Regions from separate parts of the Danio rerio genome. Here region 1 is linked to region 2. The links are chromatin contacts, called in public Hi-C maps. All regions are on one chromosome and are shown on one strand. Each heading gives the region's core, a stretch centred on a gene start, on an enhancer-like site or on the middle of the called end of the contact. The rest is flanking DNA. Distances are from core to core; before and after follow the strand shown. Region 1 overlaps abcc5 (ATP-binding cassette, sub-family C (CFTR/MRP), member 5). Region 2 overlaps cstf3 (cleavage stimulation factor, 3' pre-RNA, subunit 3).

Region 1 (4,251 bases), core at 1,393-3,892, 120 kb after region 2:
CCGTTGTTACATTACCGGGTTTCTCAGCAGCAGATGTCATCATAGTGTGGTAAACTCAGAGAGCAGTGAATGGAAGAGTACAACAAATACATTTTTACATTTCAATTTGCTCATATACAGTGGGGGAAAAAAGTATTGAACACGTCAATATTTTTCTCAGAAAACACGTTTCTAAAGGTGCTGTTGAATTAAATGTTTTACCGAATGTTTGTAACGACCAAAGAAATCCATACATGGAAATAAAACAAATCTATTTAGTGTACAAATAAAGTTATGTGCAATAAAATGAAATGACACAGGGAAAAAGTGTTGAACACATGAAGAAAGGGAGGTGTAGAAAGGCAAGGAAAGCCCAGACAGCAGCTGAAATCTCTCAGTAGTTCTTCAGCAACCGTCTGCCCTTCCTCGGTGTAAATGAATATGAGCTGCTTCAGTCCAACATCTACATTAACAAGAGGATGAAGATGAAACCAGGGTGGACATTTCAGCAAGACAATGATGCAAACACAGCCGAGGAAACGCTCAGATGCTTACAGAGAAAGAAAATCAAGCTGTAGAATGGCCCAGCCAATCACCTGACTTGAATCCAATAGAGAATTCAAAATAAAGATCAGATTTGATAAACGACACCCACAGAACATCAAGATTTTTAAACTAGCAATGCATGTGACTTCATTCTCCATATTAGAGTTTTCTTTAAAAAAAAGCCTTTGATATATATAAATATGTGAAGGTTTGTGATTACTGTGTTTATGACAATTTGCTAATTTTAGCCTCTTCTATTGTCAGTATCTGGTGGACTGTGATGACGTGATCGTCATGCGTGACGGTAGCATCACAGAGCAGGGCAGTCATGAGGACCTGATGAATGTGAATGGAGATTACGCCGCCATGTTCAACAACCTTCAGCTCGGAGAAACGCCCATCATCGAGGTCATTATCGCCTTAGTCAGACAAATAATCTTTTATTTACCTGCATGTCATGACAAACCACAAGCACTATTGGAACTGCTGTAGTTTGATGGTATACAGAGGGGGAAATAAGTATTTAACACTATTTTTTCTCAGAAAACTTGTTTCTAAAAGTGCTGTTGATTTGAAATTTTCACCTGATGTTGGTAACATCCAAATTAATTCATATATGCAAATAAAACAAACTAATTAGTTTACAAATTAAGTTATGTGTAATAAAATGCAGTGACACAGAGAAAAAGTATTGAACACATGAAGAAAGGGAGGTGTAGAAAGGCAGAGAAAGCCCAGACAGCAGCTGAAATCTCTCAGTAGTTCTTCAGCAACCCTCTGCCCCTCCTCAGTGTAAGTTAGTATTCACTGCTTCAGTCCAACATCTACATTAGCAGGAGTATAAAGGTAAAACCAGGGTGGACAATTCAGCAAGACAATGATCCAAAACACAGCCGAGGAAACTCTCAGATGCTTACAGAGAAAGAAAATCAAGCTGTGGAATGGCCCAGCCAATCACCTGACTCGAATCCACTAGAGAATACAAAATAAACCTCAGATTTGATAAACGAGACCCACAGATCTATCAAGATTTTTTACTCTGATGAAGTCTGTGAGAAACTCACGCCAGAGCATTGCATGTGATTTCATTCTCCATATGAGAGGCGTCTTTAAGCTGCCATCACCAAAAAGGCTTTTACATTAGGTTTTAGTCTGCAGGAATCAGAAATTGCTGAGACTTTTATTTCAGTATGTTGATGTACTTCCACCTAAAACTGAATATTGTGTAGGGGAGTGGGGCTCTTTTGCACATCATTCCCTCATAGCAAACTAACGGTAAAAGGGGTGTGGTTATGAATACGAGCATTTAAGTTAAGGGCATTTGTTTGATCAGGAGATTTGACCTCAAAACAACATGTGTTGATCCATTTTGGCAGAAGTGATAAACGGCAAGCTATGAATGTTTATATTTCCTAAATGCACACACTCGCTTACAGATTAACATGTTGATACTAACACATGAAAAACTTTCATTTTGATCTCACTGAGGCTTTAAAATTGCACTGAATTCCATAATATGAACAAAACAATAATCAAAATAGAGATTTTGTGACTCACAACAGATTTGAAATGAGAGAGATTTCATTTGAGCTTGAAGTGAAGTTGTCGTTTGGCTTTTAAAACAGATAGGAAGATGTTGAAACAGTTCAGAGACAGTTCACCCGAAATCATTGTCGTCATTTCCCGTCGTGTCTTTCCAAACCACTTGTGACTTTATTTCTGCTCTTTAACCCAAAAGGAGAAGTTATGAATGCTTATTCTGCTTTTTTAGTCAGCTTTGGCAGATACACACAGATGAACCTGAAAGTTGTGATTCAGCAGGGTTTTTTTTGTCATCTCAGGTTCCGAATAAGAAGTCTGGGAGCTCCCTGAAAAAACCCTTGGAGAAGAGCAAGGCAGGATCTGTCAAAAAAGAAAAATCAACCACCCAGGGCGATGGTAAATTTAATCGTTTTTACACTTAACCGCATCGATTAAAGCTCCTATTATGGGTTTTTAAAAATGACCTTCCATGCAGTGTGTAATACAGCTGTAAGTGAAGTGAATTATCCAGCTAAGGCAAGAAAGTGTGCCGTGTTTAAAACTATTGATTCATCTATAAAAGAGTCAACTCAGTGGTTCAAATGAATCGTCTGGGCAACGAATCTTTAGCTATATCAACACGGAAATGAAGCCCTGCCCATTTGCTGCAAGCACAGACGCGGGAAAATTGAAACCACAGGCCCCGCCCACAAACACAGTAGCAAATCCCGGTTGAATCATGTGGTGAAGACGCTGTGCTCTGAAGTTTGAGAGAAAGTTAGTGTTATTCTCTCTACCCAAAGATGAGGCTGTGAAGAGTCAGTGGATGAAGTTTATTTTTGCAAAAATACCTCAGCATTACAGCCCCGGCCTTGTGCTGTGTTCCTGTCATTTTTCTGACGAGTGCTTCAGCAATCTACACGCTTACAACAGAGTATTTGTCGACCGTTTGTTAAAGAAGGATCAGAAAAGACTATTAATGTATGGGAGCTTGACAGGTACTTTACAGTGCACAGTTCATGGATCAGTTCCTTCCTCCATTTCACAAGTGTAAGTAACTTGATAAATTTAGACCAATCAGCACAGATTAGCATCACGCTTTGGAGGGTTTTGGGAACAAATCGCTGAACAAATATATGGTTGGGATAATTAGGTAAAAATAAATGCATATTATAAGACAATGAAAGTGTTTTTTGACTTTGCATGCATATCAGCCTGTTGTTGGAGACCCCCAAAACCAAAATATGACCTTTTATAACGCATAATAAGGGCTCTTTAAAAGCACAGGCTTTCTCATTCAAATTAGAAAGATTATTTTTCAAGTTATGAGCATCACAAGTCTTTGTACTAGCTTAAAATATAGTTTTGGTCATCATTTAATCCCCTCACACAAGCCCTCTTCAGTAGTTTGTTGTTCTGTGTTCAGTTCCATCTCAGTTCATTTCTGACTGTTAAACAGCAGTGTGGTTCAGTGCTGACACCTTGTGGACAACATAAGTAGTGCAAAAACATTTTAAAAGCACATGTGGCTTATGTGTGTGTGTGTATGGTTAAAGGGATAGATCTTCCAAAAACGAACATTCTGTCATCATTTACTTTCCCTTGTGTGAAACCTTTACTGATTTCATCCATCTGTTGAAGACAAAAGAAGATATTGTGAAAATGTTGTAAACCTGTAACCATTGACTTCCATAATATCTGTTTTCCTACTATTGAAGTCAGTGGTTACAGGTTTTAATCTCGTTTTTCAAAGTTTTATTATCTTTTTCATCTTCTTTAATGTTTAAATAAATAAATAAAAAACTCATAAACCACCTTAGGGTGAGTAAATAGTGAGTACATTTCATTTTGGGGTGAATTTGGGTACACAGATATTCTGGGGAGCACAAGCACTTGAGCTTATATTGGAGGTATAATTACTCTTCTTCATTTCTGTGCTGTTTTTAGGTCAGCTGATGCAGGTGGAGGAGAGAGGGAAAGGCTCGGTGCCCTGGGCTGTGTATAAAGTATACATCCAGGCTTTAGGAGGCTGGCCCGTCTTCCTCTTCATCCTGGCTCTCTTCATCCTCAATGTGGGAAGCACAGCCTTCAGCAACTGGTGGCTCAGCTACTGGATCAAGCAGGGCAGCGGGGTAAGAAAACACAGAAAGGCTTGATTTCCATGAGACCTGAGATGTGTTTAAATATTTCATGTACTTGTGAGCT
Region 2 (4,364 bases), core at 604-3,103:
CCGGCAGCAAGCTAGCTTTCCCATGTGGTCTCCCATCCAGGTACTGACCGGGTGCAGCCTTGCTTAGCTTCAGTGGGTGACCATGAGAGAGTTGCAGAGAGCTAGCTGTTGGTGTGTAATCTTAAAATGTTTGCACGTCTATTTAAGTGCGAATAGAGCGACCCCAATATACTACAAACAATAAGTTACATTAAGTGCTATTTGAATAAATCCAGGGTCACCACTGCAAGCCTAACGTCAAATTCCTAGACTTTTCCCTGGTTTTCTCTGAGAAAGACCTACATACCATTTTTCTCCTAATAGCAGTGTGGTCATTGTAACTTAAATGTGTCAAGACGTCCAGTGTCATTCACTTCTATTTATTTTTAGCAAAGCAAAACAACTTATGCTGCTTGATGTTGGCAAAAAAAGCATACTGTTTTAATGTATTTGATTTGAGCTTTGCAATGTTGTTATGGATCAGGTTGTGTATTCTGTGAGGTAGTACTGTATAGGCTTGTACAGTGTGTCACATCTGTTATGTGGTTGTGTATATTGTGTAAAAACGAAAAACCAATCAAGTATTTGAATATATTTCTGAAGTGAGCGTACCTTATATCCTAGAGCTTTGAGTTCACTCGGAGAGCAGGGATACAAATCCATGAACTTGTATCTGTCCACCAGCAGAGCCGTCTCCTTTCCCTCATACTCGTCTTTAAAGGCCATGAAACGTCTTCGCTCCACCTTCAGGATACTGGCCAAGTCCCCGATGTTGCTCTCAAAGGCCAAGAAGCGTGCCCAGATTTCCCTGTTTCACAAAAAAATAAAATAAAATCACACAATGCCAACGTTGGAGAGTAAATGGGATGGATATTGTCATTTTTGGATGAACCATTCCTTTAATCATATTTGTTCAGTTCTACACCACCTCAAAACAGATCAAACTGGTATTTAATTGAAGCTCAACGGGATACATCAAGTAGCTTATGTTAGAGTTTTCAATCTGACTGAACCATCAATTTGATTATTACTATATTTTTTACACTGCCTGCCTGTTAAGCTCTGTTGATTATAAAATATTGGCTCTTACCTATAAGGCTTTAAATAGTTTAGCTCCTGTTGATCTAATCAACCTTCTGTCTCACTACAAACCAACCCGCTCTTTAAGATCTCAAAACTCAAGGGCTTCTGTTACCTAGTACTCAGAATAGCAAAGTCCACTAAAGGAGGTCGAGCAGTTTTAAATATGGCCAACATATACACTTAACACACAAATAGACTTCATTGAACATCTGAACTAAGACATCACCTATATACTATGGAACTGCAGGTTACTTAGGGTTATATATTATAACTTTACTGATATATTTATAGGCTTATTAAAGTAATTAATTACTAATAACCTTAACTTGTAATGCAATAATGTGCAGCTTCTGTAAAGATGCTTTGAAACAATAATTATTGTAAAAAGGGCTATACAAATAAGCTTGAATTACTAAAATACTGAGATAAGCTAATGTAAAACTTTAAAAGTTAGGGTTATTTCAACCTTAGGTGAATGTAAGCATTACCATTTAAAGTGGAAAACCAGTTAGGAGCGAATGAAATCCCACTAACCCAGATTTCTCAGGGGAGAGACTGCCGGACGTCAGGACTCTCTCAAACAGGACTCTGGTGTTGTTGTCCTCTGTGATACAGGGAAAGCAAACAGCTCGATTATTCACTTTTATTTTTGAAAACTCACACCTGGCCAGGCATCAACTCTCTTCCTTTTTTTAGTAACAGCCTAGCGACAGGATAAACATGGCCGATGTTTACTGCATGGCAAACACAGTCTCCTAGCTATCTGCCTTATAAAAGAGATGGATGGTTTGTTTGGTCTGATAAGTGCTTCTGTGTCAGATGTCATACTCTAGCTGTTTATTTACACACACACATACACACACACAGATCTCACGGTCATACACATTCTCCCAATGCTAACTGTTTTCTCCAGTGTTTCACCTTACTCTAAGTGGATTGTATAAAATGTGACAAAAGAGGAAGACTTAAAAATAAAGCAAAGGAGACTCAAAGGAGATTGTGAATTAATTAAAGGAATCGTGTTCTTACCATTTAGATGAGAGAGGTAATCAATGTACGCCAGAATGTACTCAGGAATGTCACCATATTTCTTCAGTCCCAGCTCAAATATCTTAAAGGCCACAGATTTGTCCTGTAGGGAAAGAAACAGTCAGATGGTCTGTTTATTGTTTTTGGATATTATATTTAAACATGTAACCAATATTCATTAAAGGTCCATGAAACCCCCTTGTTTCAGAAGGGTGTTTTCACACCTCTACTTTGAAAAAAGTCAGAAAAGTGGGCGTGTCCAGCTCTGTTCAGGGGGGAGTGTCGGAGGAACTAAAGTTGGATGGTGTGGGAGTGTCTATTTGGGCACACGCGAGTTTTAGAGTCAAAATACACAAACACACGGGAGAAGGTGATGGTGTTTACATGGACATTTGTAGTCGAATTATTTGCCAAATTATTAAATGGTGGACTTTAACTGCAGTTTGGCTCTTTCATTTAGGGAATTCATTCATGCCCCTCGCGACAAACGAGATATTTGATTCGAGGAACTGCTCTAAGCGTGTATTTTTCACGCAATGTTTGATACCGCACGGCGAATGAGAGAAAAAAACCTCTGCATTTCCCGGAAACTTAGATGCACACGGCAGGTAGCGTCAGAAAGCCGCGTGTGTTATTCCGGTCACAAAAAAAAGTTTTGGTTTTAGTATAACATGTTTACACTTGGTGAAATAGTTAAGTTCGATACGAACAAACTGAATAAACAAAGAGCACTGGTGGCTCACTTTCCAAATCTGTAGAGACAGGACAATCACCAGCAACTAGAGCCGCGTCTTTATTAAGAGAAGACTACAAGCAAATCCGGATCTCAGCTTTTGCAGATGAGAACAGCTCTCAGGTAAACAATGTTCCTCCTTAGACATGTAAGTTATTGTTGTCGAGCGTCGCGTACACTGTCAATCCATGTGACTCTAGCTGAGCTCCCAAAGAGAGAAAATGAAAACGAAACTTAACGGCAGCAAACTATAAAAGCAACACTTCACGCTTGTTTTGCCAACACAACGTGGCGTCTCTGTCGTCTCTGTCAGTGTAAACACTGTGACAGTAATGAATATTAATGAAGTTGCACAATAGAGCGCGCTGATTGGTTTGAACCAAGCCTTACTCATGCATTAATGCATCACACTGTAAGACGTAATAAGACACACTCTGGCACAAACGTCCAGTCTGCACGCTGGAATACACGCTATTATGTCATGACCGTGACGCAGCTTCAAAAATGTGTTTTAAAACGGAAGTACGAATTTGTTTGAAATAACGCAAAAACAACTAATTTACACTTTTTAGTGAAATATAGGTGTCCTAATAGTGTTTTTAGCAGTGTGGGACACATATACGCATGTCAACAGCTCAAAAAATGTGTTTTGGTGTTTCGTGACCCTTTAAGAAATACAGGGCTCCCTCTCTACAACGCGGTTCGCTTTTCGCAGGCTTGCAGTTTCGCTAATTTTTTTGTGCAATTTGACATGCATGATTTTTTTTTACAGCGCATTGTGTTCTGCCTCCTGGTTGGCTGTAGACCATTGTCAATCAACCTCTTTCATGTCTCATGTGCAGTATAGAATTTGTTCAGATGCGCAGTGTGAGTTTTGATAGGCATAAGGGACTTCTTTCAAAAAACCACAAGCTTTTGAACAGAACCATTCAATGTGATGTCCTAATTGGCCCATAAACATTTCCTGTTTGTTATCAAACTATTTCATAACTGTAACAAGAGGCAATTCAATCATAATGTAATGTTAAACAGCTATATTTATCAATATGTGGCTCTTTTTTTGATTCTCGAACGCTATGGAAATTAAAAACGCTAATACGTCGGGACCATTGTTTTTTTTTTTTTTTACATCCCTCACAATGATATGTAGTGTGAATAAATTAAGTGAGTGAAGTCACCTTGCTGCAGTAGTACTCCATCAGAGCAGCAGTGACGTACACGTGGTGTCGTGTTCGAGGATCCTCTCTGGCCTTCTTAAAGATGGAACGACCAGACTTAATGCCTTCAGCTCTTCTGGCGAATTTCATATACTGAATATAGACCTGTATAAGCAGAATATAATTATTATATTTCCAGAACCCTGAAATGAGTCTAAAAAGAGAGCTCTGCTTACCAGTGTAGGATCGATATCTTCTATCGCCAGTAGGCGGTTGTATATACTATGAACCTTCTCATGCTTCATACGACTCTGCAAAATACAGATCAAAACAATCAGAAATCCTCATTATGTCAAAACTATGAGTAGATTAACATATGACTG

Evidence for each region. A called contact is a pair of places that touch in the nucleus more often than the background predicts.
Region 1: a contact with region 2 is called in a Hi-C map of an unstated tissue, with 2.9 times the contacts expected there. The contact joins two enhancer-like sites. A contact is called at or near these places in 4 of 18 Hi-C or Micro-C datasets (caudal fin, embryo, hematopoietic stem cells and 1 more).

Annotation. Positions count from the first base shown.
Region 1 is chr18:48,832,034-48,836,284 of GRCz12tu, forward strand. It overlaps abcc5 (ATP-binding cassette, sub-family C (CFTR/MRP), member 5), which reads left to right. Exons shown (of 28, transcript NM_001195613.1): 15 at 790-933; 16 at 2,367-2,463; 17 at 3,994-4,178. Among named protein-coding and RNA genes, the nearest start is that of rnpepl1, 28 kb to the right of the region's middle. Within about 2 kb of position 2,643, at least 4 of the 62 cell types and tissues checked have an H3K27ac peak or open chromatin away from gene starts, as enhancers often do.
Region 2 is chr18:48,709,053-48,713,416 of GRCz12tu, forward strand. cstf3 (cleavage stimulation factor, 3' pre-RNA, subunit 3) reads right to left here. Exons shown (of 21, transcript NM_213053.2): 13 at 4,218-4,292; 14 at 4,003-4,146; 15 at 2,092-2,194; 16 at 1,597-1,666; 17 at 592-787. Among named protein-coding and RNA genes, the nearest start is that of cstf3, 18 kb to the right of the region's middle. Within about 2 kb of position 1,854, at least 3 of the 62 cell types and tissues checked have an H3K27ac peak or open chromatin away from gene starts, as enhancers often do.